Linked DNA regions of Sus scrofa: region 2 is linked to region 1. Evidence: chromatin contacts called from public HiChIP or PLAC-seq data. All regions are on one chromosome and are shown on one strand. The core of a region is the stretch at or near the end of the contact, and the rest is flanking DNA. Distances in the headings are between cores, read along the strand shown.

The links. HiChIP or PLAC-seq counts read pairs in DNA pulled down with a chosen protein or histone mark.
Region 2: an H3K27ac HiChIP or PLAC-seq map of skeletal muscle shows a contact between it and region 1. The contact joins two enhancer-like sites. A contact is called at or near these places in 1 of 47 Hi-C or Micro-C datasets (liver) and 1 of 2 datasets of contacts at active chromatin or transcription factors (skeletal muscle).

What each region holds. Positions count from the first base shown.
Region 1 is chr4:130,332,358-130,340,020 of Sscrofa11.1, forward strand. It overlaps ZNHIT6 (zinc finger HIT-type containing 6), which reads left to right. Exons shown (of 10, transcript NM_001243449.1): 9 at 6,743-6,865. Among named protein-coding and RNA genes, the nearest start is that of ZNHIT6, 38 kb to the left of the region's middle. Within about 2 kb of position 3,219, at least 7 of the 83 cell types and tissues checked have an H3K27ac peak or open chromatin away from gene starts, as enhancers often do. A contact at or near this core is called in liver and skeletal muscle, where this site is marked.
Region 2 is chr4:130,561,530-130,569,192 of Sscrofa11.1, forward strand. All of the region lies in intron 1 of DDAH1 (N(G),N(G)-dimethylarginine dimethylaminohydrolase 1), which reads left to right. Among named protein-coding and RNA genes, the nearest start is that of DDAH1, 80 kb to the left of the region's middle. Within about 2 kb of position 3,087, at least 7 of the 83 cell types and tissues checked have an H3K27ac peak or open chromatin away from gene starts, as enhancers often do. A contact at or near this core is called in liver and skeletal muscle, where this site is marked.

The DNA.
Region 1 (7,663 bases), core at 1,969-4,468:
GATGGTTGTCTTTACAGAGCAAAAGAAGAATTGAGTGCCTCCTATTGTTTTTTAGGTACTTCCTTAAGCATTTTATATACATTTAATTAAATTACATTATACATTATAAAACTGTTTGTTGCAAGGAGAGCCTGACTGCAGCTTTGTAACCACTACCTGGTAGACCCTAGATCCAAACCTAGGCCACCTGCTTCCACAGCCTGTTCTTTGCAGAGAACCCATGCCCTCAGCGCCCTGAATGACCACAGTGCACAGCCTTCGATCGGGTGGCGATGGGCCCCGATCCCTTGTAATCCTCTCTGGGGACTGTTAGCTTACCCTTTGGCCACGTTTCTCATCAGCTCTGGGAGAAAGGAAGCTGGGTCCCCTAGGCACTAGAAAGTGGAAGAGTGTCCGCACGCTTAGAGCACGATGCAGAGGTGCCTCGGAGGCGGCACGGCCATGGTGGCCTGGCTTTCCTGCGTGGCACTCTGCTGGGGTTCTGATGAGAGGTGTACGCTCAGATCCAGGGAGGCCAGGTCTCAGCTCGTTGGCACAGCTAGTGTGTGTTGACAGGACAGGCGCAGCAGTAGGTCCACAGTGATGTGATGGGTCCAGCTCCCAGCAGACTCTAAGCCTCATCTCAGAAGTGTACTGCTTCAGTTTACCTCGCAACTTGATGTTACTCTACGAAATTGATCCTTTCTTGTTGTTCGTAATAATTTGTATCCAACTTTATATACTCTTCAGAAGGAATAATGGCCTAATTCGTTGAATCTCTAGGTGATTCAGATACTTCATTTTAGCCAAAGTGCTTCAGCCTCCTCTCCAACCAGACCTCTCCGTGAATCCCTCACAGGTCACCAGTGCATTTCCAGTCCCTGGAACAGCGTCTGGCACGTGATAGACCTCAGTACATGTGTACCGAGTGAGAAATAAACACAAGCAAGCAGTTGAGTGAAGAACTTGAAAGGTCGGCTTCATAATTCCGACTCTGCATCTCCTTGAGTAAAATACTTCTCAGGGCTACAGTGCCTTCACAGGGGAGACAAAAAAGAATGTAGTGACGTTCTTGCTAACTCTAAAATAATCTAATTCTATGCTATAGTCAGTTCATGAACCATTTAACCTTTAAGCAAAAGTTTTTTGAGAAGCTGGTCAGACTTCCCAATAAAGATAGAAGACGTAAGAGTCTGTACTCAGCAGACTTGTATTTTTAGCACCCGAGGAAGCATGTGTTCTGTTGACAAGAGTAAAGCTACTTAAAATTCTTATATTAATTAGGAGAAAATCCATAGAGGAGGAGCGGTTTTAAGAACCAAAGCAGGAAGGAGCTGGGGTTGGCAAAGGAAGTACCTAGATGTTACAGGCACCATGCAGCCCGAAGGAACGTGTGGAGGTTTCGATTTCTGTCATGTCATCTGTCCCCAGTGAAATGTGACCGTTGTTTATTTGACTGACATTCCCAATAAACTATGGGGTTTATTTCTCTGAACTTCCCTTACTTAGCAGGTTATCTGTACATTGTACTGAATAAATATTTGAGGAATTACTTGATGAATGGAAGCTAGGCACTGTTCCCACTACATGTTCACATGCATTAATTTAATGAAGATGTAATAATCTCTACGAGATAGAATCGTAGACTCTTAAGAAATTAACTTACTTAAAGAAACCAGGTTACAGTTACAAAGCCAGCATTTGGACTCTCGGTCAAATGAGTTTGGCGAGCTACACCTAGTACACTGTTAACGTTAAATCTTTGCAAGCCAGCTGATAGGTAGATAACCTCTCCATCATCACACTGGTGAGGGGACTGAGTTACCTGAGGAGCCACAGCTCGAAAGGACCAGTGGGAAGACTGGCACCCGGGCTTGTGAATTGAGAAGGAACTGAGCTTGTGGGTGAGGGTGAGGAGAGGCGAGCACATGGCCTCTACGACGAGAGCTTTGTGAGGCCCTCTTCAAAGCATGTTTTAGAATGTGCACTGGGTGGCTTTAGTGCCCTGCCTCCTGTAGCTTCTGGGCCATCCACAGACTGGCATCCTCAACCAGCCTGGTTCTGAGCCATCGAGATTCCTCTGCATTAACTCAGTAGTGGCTGGTGCCCAACTCAGGCCCCCTGGAGGTCTCGTTTACATGTTTATGCAAATTACATAGATGGTCCAAAACAAAGGGCAGCAAACCGCTAACTCAATGACCGTATTTTTTTAATATGAAAACTAAGGGAAATTAGATAAACATTTTAACTTGACAAAATTTGCTTCTGAGGTGATATGGACAATATGAGTTACAAAAATTGCCATGTGGGAGTACTTGGAGAAATTTTAAATAATACCTAAAACTTTTAAACAGAAGAGTTAGCTGTCTGACCCCTATACGTAGTTTGGTTTTGTGTTCTAGTTGGAGTTTATACTATCCTTTCTTCTCCTAGTCTGGATCTTCATTAAAATGTACTTTTTTCCTTTTCATTCGGATTTTAAAAGCTGTTTGGTTCATTTAATCCCTTCTCTTTCTGTTCTATTGAAATAAGTTTAGAACTTGAAATTTCTTATTTTAAAGGAATTTGGTAAGTGTGAATCTAAAACATTTAGTTTATAATCGATTCAGGCACCTTCCTGAATTTAGTTAATACAAACCATACTTTAAACACATCTGGCTGCAGATGACGAACTGATTCAGGTTAATTTTTTAACAGCAAGAGACTCAGCTGTGCACCGTTGGAGTCAGTTGCCCTTTTAACCTAGAAACCTAAATTAAGAAACAAACGCACAACTCTTAAAATACAGGCTAATGGCTGCTTTTGTCAGATAAATATCAAAACTTGTAGGATTTTAGAGAGGAAGGGATCTTGGGGATCCCTCATCCGATGACCTTATTTTATAGGGGAAGACTTTGTGGCTTAGGGGTTGCTATTAGATTGTTAAATTTGGAAAACATTCAAATTGAGTTTCAGTACTCTTTAGGGGGTGGGAGGGGAGATGACCTAAGGGTTGTCAGTGATCAGATGTGAGATAGGATGGTTTGGGACTCTCTTTTTCAAATTCTCTGTCCCTTTTTGAATCACGAGAAGGTAAAAATAAATCCTGATTTGCTAATAAAGTGCAGAGAAAGAAGTTCAAGACCTTGGCCAGCTTCTTTGAAAGGTGCTAACAGAGCCAGGATTAAAAAAGCATTGCCTTCAGTCTCGCCGGTCGTCCCTGGACTCCCTGTGAGCCTGCTGTGCTCTGCCCTTGCAGGGCCCCGAGCAGCTGCCTTTAGCAGGGTCAGCCTGAGGGTGAACAAGGCCAGCAGCAAGAGGAGCTGTCTGAGAGGGTCCCTAAGGGCAAAGAAAGACAAGTTGTTGGTGTCGTAATTCTTTAAAACCCAAGTCATTGTCTTAGAGAGCAGAGGCCTTTTGCCAATGGGAACATCAGAGTTGGTGAAATTTCAGAAAAGATGAAGCTGTCTTTAGGATTTAGTGACTTAATGGCTTCCAAAGGAGCTAACACCTAAATATTTGGGGCACTGCCAAGCCAGACTCTACCACTTGCCTCAAGATAGTAGAAAAAGAAGCACTCAAGGTAGTGGTAGCCCTTGGAAGTAAATGTGATATGAAATAATCCTTTGAAGGTGATACAGAAAGTCTGCATCTCTTAGCCCCAAGCTAAGAGATGCAGACTACTGCCTTTGGAATGGATGAGCAATGAGATCCTGCTGTGTAGCCCTGGGAACTTTGTCTACTCGCTTATGATGGAGCCTGATAATGTTAGAAAAAAGAATGTGTACATGTATGTGTAACTGGATCACCATGCTGTACAGTAGAAAATTGGCAGAACACTGTAAGCCAGCTATAATGGAAAAAAATAAAAATCACTATTTAGAAAAAAGTGATACAGAAAGTTGTAAGGCTACATTTCAAACGCAGAATGCATAAAAAGGCAAATATGGGTTTCAGTGCTTCTATAACAAGTTCCATTCTTTGTTACTAAGCAGCGACCTTGTCCTGAACGAACATTTCTGTCAGAATGTCCTGTTATTTTAGGTAAATGCAAACGTAAAACTGTGTTCACAGCTTAATAAATGAGCTGACAGGTCCTGTGTTTTCTCATGTAGTGCTCGTGATCACTCTTGGAAGCAGTGCTGTTATTATCTCCATTTTAAGCATGGAAACTAGGGATGAGAGGGGTTCACTTGCACAGAATCACAGACCAGTAAGTGATGGAGCCAGGACTTGAACTCAGAGTGTTAGATTCCAAACCCAAGCAACCGGAAGTTACTGCTTCATTTAATTAAATCCCACGTCTACAAGATGTCACCTCACATGGGTTCGATAGCCTTTCTTTGTAGATCGAACAGGTTACATAATTTACTTAATTACTGGCAAATATTAATGGTAGACTAAGATTAACCACCAGTAGTAGCAAAAGCAGCGAAGCTCAGAATTTCAAAGATTATCTAGTGAAATCTGACCTCTTTTAAGTGACAGACTGGAAATCCAGAGCCTGGAAGCTTATTGACACTCAATAGCAATATTGCCGTGAGTAGAAGTTTGCAACGTCTTAGGGTGAACACTAACTAAAATCCGGTGGTTCTAATTAAAACCACAAGACATACCAGATTCTTACTGCATTTGAATAAAATATTTTTAAAATAATCCATTATAAATTCTTATGTAAATATTCATATCCTAAGTGCTTTGTACAGACCCTGCATGGCACATAAAATAGGGACTAGTGTTTTTTGTTTTTTTTTTTCCAAATTAAACAAGTGTAATTAATTATAGTTTTAAGATTAAAAAACATATACTTTATTACATGGCAATTTTTAAGACTCTCTAAATGTTCCTTTGCTGGGATTATGTTTTATATCAGTAATAATATTAGGTTCTGGTTACCATGTGGCTTTCAAAGAATTTTTTTTTAATTGTCTTAGCTTTGGAAATCTAGAGAAGCTTAACAAAAATTTAATATTTTGAAAAGAAGAATACCTAAAACATTAAGTATACAGTGAAAATTATTTCCCCGAAAATGGAATAAGTCAAAAACATTCCTTTATTTTGGAAATGTCTCTTAATAAAAGCCTTATGATTCAGTTAAAATGCACAGAAAATAAGTTACTACAAGTGTTTGCAGGATGCTCTTTGAAAAGTTCCTGTTTGAAAATGCATGTCTTGCCGTCTAAGAAAAATTTAGTTATATCCATTTTATATTTTACTTTATAAGCTGACTTTATACTTTGATATCTAGTTCAGCCTCTCTTTTTTTGGTATAATTACTGGTAACGTTTTTAAAAACACTGCTTGAACGTTATTTCAAAGGGAAGCAATATGTAAAAGATGTGAAGCATTTAATCCTTGAAGGCTGGAACCACTTGTAAAGTATCATAAGCACATCTGCCTTGCATCACACAGGGAAGGACTAGTGTTCCCTGGTTACGGGCGCAGGGTGGGGCTGGTTTAAGAAAATGGAGTATTTTGCATTTGAGCTTCTCTTCAATATAAAAAATACGCTGTGATTCTACAATGAAGATTTTAATTCCAGGGGTGGGGTGTGGGGGCAGGTGAAAGTAAGTCAAGCTTTGGTTTTACATTTGTTCTCTGACTCACCATCTACCTACGCTGTAAACCCTACACCAAGAGTTCTTAGTAAGTGTGCTCGCTTCTCAGCTGCCAGGTAGGCTGCAAATAACGTGTTGCTAATTAGGAAATACCCAAGTGTGAATGACTAACTCCTAAAATGCCAGCAGCTACACACGTGCCCTGATGATAACTTCACTCTTGATCGGACCCCCAGTGTACCTTCTGGAGCAGGAGGAGTAGTTCCGGCTGTCGGGCGGGTGCGCCTTGGGGTGTGTGGGTTTTGAATATGTTGAGAACCGTTGAAGAACTGCACTGCAGGTGGATGGGTTCTCACCTTTCTCCTCTTTGTCCTGACATGATAGTCACCTGCCAGCACATCCCCAGATGCAGCTCCTGGTGAGCTGGCTGAAAACCCACCCCTTGCTTCCTGCTCCTGAAGGCAGGCAAGGGAGAACGTTAGGGGACTGCATCTTTAGTCACCTTTAAAAAAAAATGTTTCTTTAATGACTTGAGAATTTCATACCTTAGGGGATGTTAGCACCTAATTACCTGCGGCACGTTTACCGACCGCGTTGTGATACCAGGACTGATGCACCATACACTTCATAATGTTATGCTTTTACCTCACTCGTAAGCCCAGACGTGGTTTGTTTTTAATTTCAAAATAAAGGAAAGCCATATTTAATTATACGGCTGTATAATTTGGGAAAGTATTTCTAATTTAGAATTAAATGTTTATAAAAAATACTTTGTAGCCAGTTATTTTACTGCCATATATTACGCGAAATTATCATGGAGTAATTGTTTAGTTTTCTTGTAAGACTCAAACTAAATATATTTGAAGAATTTGAATTTTTGGCTAGTCAATGTTTTATCCAAGAAAAATTCATAACACATCAAATATAGATGGTATGTAAAAGTTAGCCTTTCTCCTTTACTTGATATTAAATGAATGACTTGTTCTAGAGCTTTCCTAATGGCAGACTATTTGATATGCTTTGATTTAGCTTTAGGATCTCTGTAATAATTCTCTTTTACCTGACTTCCTTAGCAGTGTTAAACTTACTATATTATAAGGAAATAACTACTGAATTAATCTCATCACCATTTAAAATTGTTTAAATGTAAGGGCTCATGTATTTTATTTACGTGTAATTTTGAATCAAAGTGTTTTTTTGTCTTTGTTTTGCCTTTTTACTCTAAGATACTATGAACTGGATCCTGACAAAAGTCTGCTTGACAATCTGCGGAGCAAAGTGGTCATTGAATACCCGACGTTGCACGTGGTGTTGAAGGGGCACAGTGTCGACCTGAGGGCCTCACCAGGGTGAGTACGAACCTGTCCCTGCAGCGCTTAGAGTGACTCCAGGGGGCCAGAGCAGCTGCATGCCCGCCTTTACATAGTGCCCAGGTGTTTTCACCCTAACTGAGTTGACTCTGCAAGTGTGGATAATCTTGTGAAAAGCCAAAGGAAGGAGCTGTTGCTTTTGTCCTGTTGGAGAGCGTGCAAGCTGGTGTCTGCTTAAAATGCATGAAGCAGTTTGAATGTCTGGCTGTCCAAGGATGTGCTCTGCCTTTTTGGGGTTTTGTATGTTTTTGTCTCTCTTTAAGGTAAACAGTCTTTAATGAAGTCTGTCCATGAGCAGGTAAATTTACCCCCAATTAAAGCCTTTAGAGATCCCTGAAATGAGCGGTCGGTCGCAGAGCAGTCTTCGTGCTCTGCCTCACGGGAGGGGAAGTCCAGCGGGAGGAACGTGGCCTTTGACTTTGACCAGGCGGAGAGTGAGCCGGTGCCATTGCCTTGACCCGCATCTCCTTTTCTCTTTTAAACCCACTGCTTTGTGCTTCCTCCGATTTTGTGTCATTGGTTATATTCCTTGGCATTCTGATGATTCCTTAAAAGAAGATACTTGTCCCTCTCTGGTGAGAGTGGAGTTGAGAGGAAGTAGGAAAACCGGAAACGGTGTATGTAAAAGTTTCGCGTATAAAGCGACTTACCCATGTTTGCAGCTACTGATTAAAGTAAACTAATTGTGTTTCGGAGTGCAAATTCTAGAGGATGAATAAAATCCAAAAATCGCCTTTACTGTTTTTTTATAAAAGCATTAAATTTTTAACATTTTTA
Region 2 (7,663 bases), core at 1,837-4,336, 230 kb after region 1:
GGAGAAACCCCTGCTTGCGAGGGCCTATGAATGGCTGCACTGTTCAGCGTTCGTTCAGGGCGGCCAGGGTCTTGCCATTCCACACTCAGGCTTGTTTTTATTTTTAAGGAATGTCGGAAAATGGTGGAAATGAATGTTTTTCCTTTTCTTTTTCCTTAATACCTCATGGATCCTGACCTTTCCCTTTAAACTGGTTTAGTGTGTGTTTCCTTTAAAATCGGTCATTGATCCAAAAATAAGTTTGATTTTCTTTTTCCATGATCTTCTCGAAAGAATTCTGTTAATAGCATACTAAACTGGATTACAAACTTACTGAATAAGTGCTTTGAGTTCTGGGCAACCTTGGAATAAAGGGCACAGAAAGAGTCATCCTGCATAGAATGAGACTGGGCAAGTCGGATGAAGGAAAGGAATGCAATTGTATGGCCGATGCGACCCACATCTTTTAGTGGGTTTATTAGCAATTTAATGGATATGGTCATTCAAGCACAAGAATGGCTTCAGTGGAAAGGTCTGTTCTGCTCTCTTTCCCATACACTTTGGAATGAGTTGAATGTGACAGTTGAGCTTTCAACAAGCTTCATGAATTTTAAATCCTGTTTAGTCATAAACTGGGGTGCATGGTATGCAGTCAGTGTGGACAAGGAGTTGGCAGCCTCGCCAGGTATTAGGGGTATCAGGTGTCTTCAAGACAACGAGGACTTGGACCCACCAGGTGCTTTCTGGGTCTGCTCTACGTACCCACGAAGGATGGAGGACCTCTCTCTGTCCAACGTCTAATAACGAACCACTTTGCAGAAGAAAATCTATACTGATATCTCAGAACAAAGTATTTTTTGGCAGACAAATACGTCTGTTTTCCTTCCTCTTGTCTGATTCACGCACCTCTCGCAGAGCCTGCTCCATGAGTTGTTACATCGATCTGAACACTCAAATTTTGGTGCATATTCTGATGGATCCCGAAGCATTTCTTTGAATGTTTGAATGGTTTATAAAGTTGCTCTTGAATTCTCCTCCCACCCCAAAAACCTTAGTCTTTGCTTAGGGTTAAGTCTTGAAGTATATTCTGAAATTCAGTACAAGGAGCTTTATGTGTTGTCTTCGGAAGTACCTCACAAAGACTGTTTTCAGAAAATAGTTTTTCAGGGTCACCTTGAAAGCAATCTGTGAATATATTTTTAATCACCTTATAATAATGCCCCATGTTTTATTTAAATATGGACTTGTGTGCTTATAGTATAATTTTACACGTGTGAGCAAAAAACTGTTGTCAAAAACGTGTGTGATAAGAAGTTCTGGAATTTTATGTGCCAGGTAATGAGCAGTGGCATCTAAGCCTGGCGTTGGTGTTACAAACATTTCTCAAGGTTTGTTTTCACTTTTCCGTGCCTTCTGATTTGTCTGCATTGAATGGGAGGGGCGGGCTGCGCTGCCTTTGTCACCTCAAGACCAGGAGCAGAGACCCCTCAGAGGCTGGCTCCGTGTTCCCTGCAGGCGGGAAGCACCACGGACTGGAGTCTGGGTGACCGTGGGGGCAGAAGCGGGGTGGCTGTTGAACGAGGGGCCGCAGGGCCCCACGGCCGCGGCTGCACCTGCAGCACCAGCGCCCGTGGAGGGTCTGCCCAGACTGCAGATGGGCCGGCAGGAGCAAAGCTGGGCTGGGGCTGTTTCAAAGCCAGTCCAAGGGGCGAGCCCAAGAAGTCCCAGAGCCCCCACAATGAGAGCCTGGGTGGTGGGGACGGTGGCTGAACCAGGGAAGGGCCGATGACCCAGCCCTGAAAGACGCCTGCAGAGCAGGTGCCCGTGGGCCTCTCTTCCTCCCCCGGGGCCACGATCCTACTTGCGTGTTTGGAGTCATGGGGCCGCGCTGGCATCGGGTCCTGTCCCAGGGCTGCCTTGGGAGCCTGCCTGGGCAGTGGTGCCTGTAGGTGCTGGCAGGGGATGAAGTTTCAAGGGTTCGGGTGTCTCGCAGCGTCTCCCACTGGGGACACAACAGTCCTTTTCCACCAACCGACCAGGGCGCCTCTCAGTTTTGAACGTTTCCTTTTCGTCTTTATTAATAGTCGCACCTTTAAGGAATTGTTGTAATCTAGTGTTTTGCATAGTCTTTTAACTGCTAAATTTATCTACATTTTTTATTATTAACTGAGCTTCTCTCTCAGTTTTTCTCTGGGTATTTATAAAGACGCTCCTCGGTTCATTGCACAAACCCTAAATAATGTCATTCACTAAAGAGGCGGCCCTTTAAAATGGGCTCTGGAGACCTGAAAGAGTTACTTTACCTCTCAAGGTTCTGCGGTCCCGTCGGGGAGAATCTTCTTAACTGTACAGTATCAGTAAGAAATACTGAGCAAGTATATTTGAATAATACTGAAATGTGTTTAGTTTTGACAGCATAAACATGTGTTTACAGGGACTTATTTCAAGATTGGGTCTCAACCTCTGTGATGGCAAATTTAGTTCAGAGACATCTGAACCCTTTACCCACTATCCTCACTGTTAAAGCAGTCTTTTGCTAACACACTGTATGCTTTGTACATTTTATAATAAGCACATGCCTCCTGTGAAATGAATGCATCTGATCCATAATAGATCTGGTTGAGAGACAGTGGAACCGAGCCAGCTCAGCCCCGGTTCAAGGGAAAAAGCAGTGAACAGGGGCAGTGACGTTTATGAGGATCTGATTTCATCAAGCTCTGCCTCCTGGGAAGAGGCTCCAGGTGGCATTAAGTTTATTGTACTTTGAGAATTATTCAAAACCAGACATGAAGTCCCTTCTGGGTTATGTAAGGGACAAGTAGCTGTTCCTCAAATGAATGTTTTATTTAAAAGTTAATAAATACTTAGGGGTGAATTGGAAAGAGGAATAAACTTTTTGAATAAAAAGAGAAAAACTGTAAGGGTAAGGACGTTCCCCTGTTTTTCTAAGGCAGTTTGGAAAAGGCAAAACTCATTAGCTAGACAATAATTTGTTTTCCTTGGTAAAACATTGACTGGAGTGTTTCTATTAGGAAAACATTATCAAACTGTTCCAGTCTCGGTCCAGCCGAGGACACCCAGATGGGACAACAGAGAAGAGAAGTCACTCGCCGTTGGTGTCACCGTCTTGCCAGAATGTGAACAGCTGTCAAAAGCAAGGACAGTTCCTTGAAGCTGTCGCCATTTCGTACAACTATTGCTGGAAACAAGCCTTTACTTAGTATCTGTGAGCATGCAGATATTCAGCTGATGGCTTTGCACTAACGTATTTTCTAAATAAGCTCCAAAAGAAGCAAGTGTTTGAACATGTGACAAAGGGTGACTATTTACAAAATTTCTGGCCACACAGCAGCCTGGGCTCAGAAGGCAGCCCCTCAGGGTGAACCGCTGTCTCTTCTGTAGCCCCGACGGGGCTGCCCCAGCATCTGAAACGAAGGCTTCGCCGCGACTCACGGCAGCCCAGGACGAGGGAGGCAAAACATCAGAAGGATTTGATTATCGCGTGTGAACCCTGAGCCATCTGCTACAGTCAAAAGAGCACCAAGTGAGAATTCCCGCTGTGGTGCAGTGAGTTAAGAATCTGACTGCATCTGCTCGGGTCGATGTGGAGGCACAGGTTTGGACCCGGGTCGCCGTGGGTTAGGGACCCTTAGGTCATCGTTGCAGCTCAGATTCAAATTCAGTCCATGGCCCGGGAGTTACCATGTGCCATGGGTGCAGCCATTCAAAAAAAAAAAAAAAAAAAAAAAAAAGCACCAACTTGCAGCAATTGTGAAGAAAGCATGTTTCAACAGGTAGAAGATGATAAGTACAGTATTTTCCTAAAGAAATGCAGCTTCACTCGTTTTTCACACATACAGCAGACACCGAGGCCCACTTTCTCAATCAAGAGCTCTAGTGAACCTATTTGAATAGGGAATAAAATGTGTTTGAATTAGCACGGCGGCGTTTATTCAGTCTATGGCTCTGCAGTCCAAATGGAGTTTGGACAGACTCATCTAAAACATGCTTGAAAGTTGTTTTCCTGCAGCCTGTGGACGCTGTTTATTTGCTTAATGAACTTTGCCTTGTCTCCTGTTCAAGTGCTCATTCAAAATTGAAGGTTTCTAAAAGAATAAAATCTTGTACTACTGCTATATTATATAGCTTCCACAAAACTGAATTTAACCAGAAACTGGACAGGCAACTGACAAGTACTGCTTGAAGACTTCACGCATCTACTGCTTCTGGAAAGTTCGTTACAGTCCATGGAGATGTTTCCGAACCTTCCATCCTGGTGGTGTCTGTGCGGTCGTAATCCTTGTGCCCAGAGCAGGGCTTTGCTGCCCCGGGGAGACTTTTCCAACCATTGCTGCAGATAGTACCATGCGTTGCAACAGCAGTGGGTCAAAAATACCTCCAGGAGTCTCTTTCTTTGAATACTGTTTTTAGGAGGAATTGTCACATCACTTCCTGCATGACAGAGTTTGAGATAGTTCTGATGTCACTTGGTTTTTTGTTAGTTTTTTTTTTTTTTTTAAGGCCGCACCCAAGGCATATGGAGGTTCCCAGGCTAGGGGGCCAATCAGAGCTGTAGCTGCCGGTCTACACCACAGCCACAGCAAAGCCAGATCCGAGCCAAGTCGGCTACCTACTCCACAGCTCACGGCAATGCCGGATCCTTAACCCATGGAGGGAGGCCAGGGATTGAACCTGCAACCTCATGGTTCCTAGTCAGATTCGTTAACCACTGAGCTACGAAAACCATAAGTTTTTCAATGTCTGTGAGTCAGTATCTGTTCTGCAAAGAAGTTCATTGTGTCCTTTTTTCAGATTCCACATGTCAGTGAAAGCATTTGATGTTGGTGTCTCATTGTATGGCTGACTTCACTTAGCCTGATCGTTTCTAGGTCCATCCATGTTGCTAAAAATGCTGGTATTTTGTTCCTTTTAATGGCGGAGTAATATTCCAGTGTACATGTACCACATCTTCTGGACTCCTCTGTCGATGGACATTTAGGTTGTTTCCATGTCTTGGCTATTGCAAATAGTGCTGCAATGAACTGATGTCCCTTGGTTTTATATGCTGTTTTTATGCTATTGACTCCAAATCTTGTTTCCAGTTCTGACTACTCCCCAGAAGTCTAGATTAGTATATTCAAATGTCTTGACCTCTCCGCTTGCATATCTGCAAACATTTCAGACTCAACATGACCAAAAAGGAACTCGTGAATTTTTTCCCAGACTTGCTCCTCTGCAGTTTCCTCCGTATAAGAAAGTGCTACCACCATTCACCCAGCTGCCCAAGACAAAAACCTAAGAGTCCGTCGTGATTCTTTTCTTTCCTTTCCGCCCACAGCTAATCCACCAAGTCCTGTCCACTGTCCTTCGAAACACACCCTGCATTCGGCTGCATTCTTCCTCTCTGCCGTCAACACCCTTGTCCGTTCTCTTTCATTAGGACAACGGCAGCGGCCCTTAACGAATTTCCCTGCCCCAGTTCTTGCCTTCTGATCCATTTTCCCCAAAGCAGCCAGCTAGAATTGTCTTTGTAAGTGAGATTATGTCACTCGCCTCCCTCAAAATTCCAGTGGCTTCTGATGACACAAAATTCCAACCCCTTAGGCTGGATTGCTAAGGTCTGCGAGACCTGCCCACATCCCACATGGCCAGCTTTATCTAGTACCTTGCTGCATTCAGTTTCTAGAGATGCCATAACAACACACCACAGACCAGGTGGCTTAGTTTCTTACCAACCTGGAGGCTGGACGTCTGAGATCCTGAGTCACAGGTCACTTGCTCCACGGCGTCTCTGCTTGGCTTGTGCGTGGCCGCCCCCTGTTTCTTCAGTGCCTCTCTGCTGCACCTGCCTGTGTCCTGATTTCCTCGGATTGGACTGGGGCTCAACCTAGTGGTTTCATTTTAACTTAATTACCTCTTAGAACCCCCTATCTTCAAATATGATCATATTCTGGGGTTAGGACTTCAGCCCATGAACTTGCAGGGGTGGGGAGAGCTCCACTTGTAACACTGCCCTTCTCACTGCAGTCCCATACCCGCGACCTTCCTCTTCCTCGAACGCGTTAAGCTGCCCCCCCCGCCCCGGACCCTGGGACCTTCGCACTGGCTTCTGTTGGAACATTCTTCTCCCTCCTGGTCCTTTAGGGGATTCGGGCCTCAGTACACATGTCACATTTTCAGGAAGTGGTTCCTAGCTTCCCAGCCTACACTGAGATGGTCACCACTCACTTTATATCACATCCCTGAATCAAACCTCCACCTAATATGTTCTCTGTTTATTCCTCTCTAGCCTCCGTCTCCCCACCAGAGTGTACAGAAGGATCTTCTCTCTTTGCTGGTGTATTTCTAGGGCCTAGAATCATACCTGACGGGTTAAAACTGTTGAATAGATTCTTGTCGAGTGGCAGATACATGAGCGAGATTATTGGAGAAGGTACAGACACGGGCGGTGGTTAATGGTTATTAGGACAAAGAGACCAAGGGTGATCTCCTCGGCGGGAGGTCTTTAGGAATAAGGATGAACCTGCTAGCCCTTCAAGAGTAAGGGTTGTCTGGAAGAGGTCACCTCATCTTGTGACTGTGCCTAAGAGGATAGTGTTTCACTGAGGTATAGCTTTGTTACACTGTTTCTAGACGTTATGTCTCACTTGCAGAGTTGTTTGGCGTTCGGTGAACATCCGGAGGGTGTGTGAGGCCAGATCTTTGGGTAGTAGAATGCCGGGGGCAGGGGCGGACCCCGGGAGCGTGTAGTAGGCCTGCAGTTGGGGCAGAAGAGCGTCTGCTGGAGGGGCTTCGGGGCAGCTTAGGACCTGCCGTGTAGTCATCGTGTCCTGGACACACAGCATATTTCTCGGGCTTTAAGTCCGATTGCCTTTAGAAGTGGCAGCATGCAGCGTCTCTGAATGCATAGGGAATTATGGGCACGTCAGGTTCTATGTCTGGTGCTTATTTTGGACGGGTGGGCACAGCAGTTTTATGCTTCTTCACTTTTGGGAAAATTAGTTTAAACGTTTAGAAACGTGTCAGTTCCCTAGTTTTTAATATCCTGCATCTTGCAGGCGTTTTGGCAGCTGACATTTATTTTCGTTTGGTATTTGGTGATAAAGCATATTTTTATTTGTTCTCTGCAGACAGAAAGTCAGTGGCTCTTAGGCACTCAGCATGCTTATTGTATCGTCATCATCAGCGAGGAAACAGACCTCTTGAATCAGTGCGTTATATCAAAAGAGCAGCCAGACCAACAAGGGCTCCTGCCTTGTTTTTCATTTAAAAGCCACACGTTGCTTGCATCCTTCTTCCGGGAAACGGTCTTGCTGTGACCTCTCGATGGAGGGGCCTTTGAACATTTAGAACTTGGCTGTTATGTCCTTGTGTTCTCTCCAGATGTGACAAGGCTCTTGCCCGGTTTTCTGCAGAGCTGCTGTGTCTCTCCTGTGTACTCTGCCCCCGCTGGCTTTCCTTCCGCCTTTCTGTCTAACTTTTCTAGTCACGTCCCTCCAGACCTGTGCCTGGGCTCCGAGGTGTGTGAGCTGGAACGTTCGCTTCCAGCTCTGACACAAGGAGCTGTAACAGTTGGGCTTTCTCTGCAGAATCGAGGCGGTGTGATCCTTTCGGGGTGCTTTTCTCTTTACAAATTATTACTTGTAATTTGTTTTCTACAAGTAGGTGGTCTGCATGTGATCAG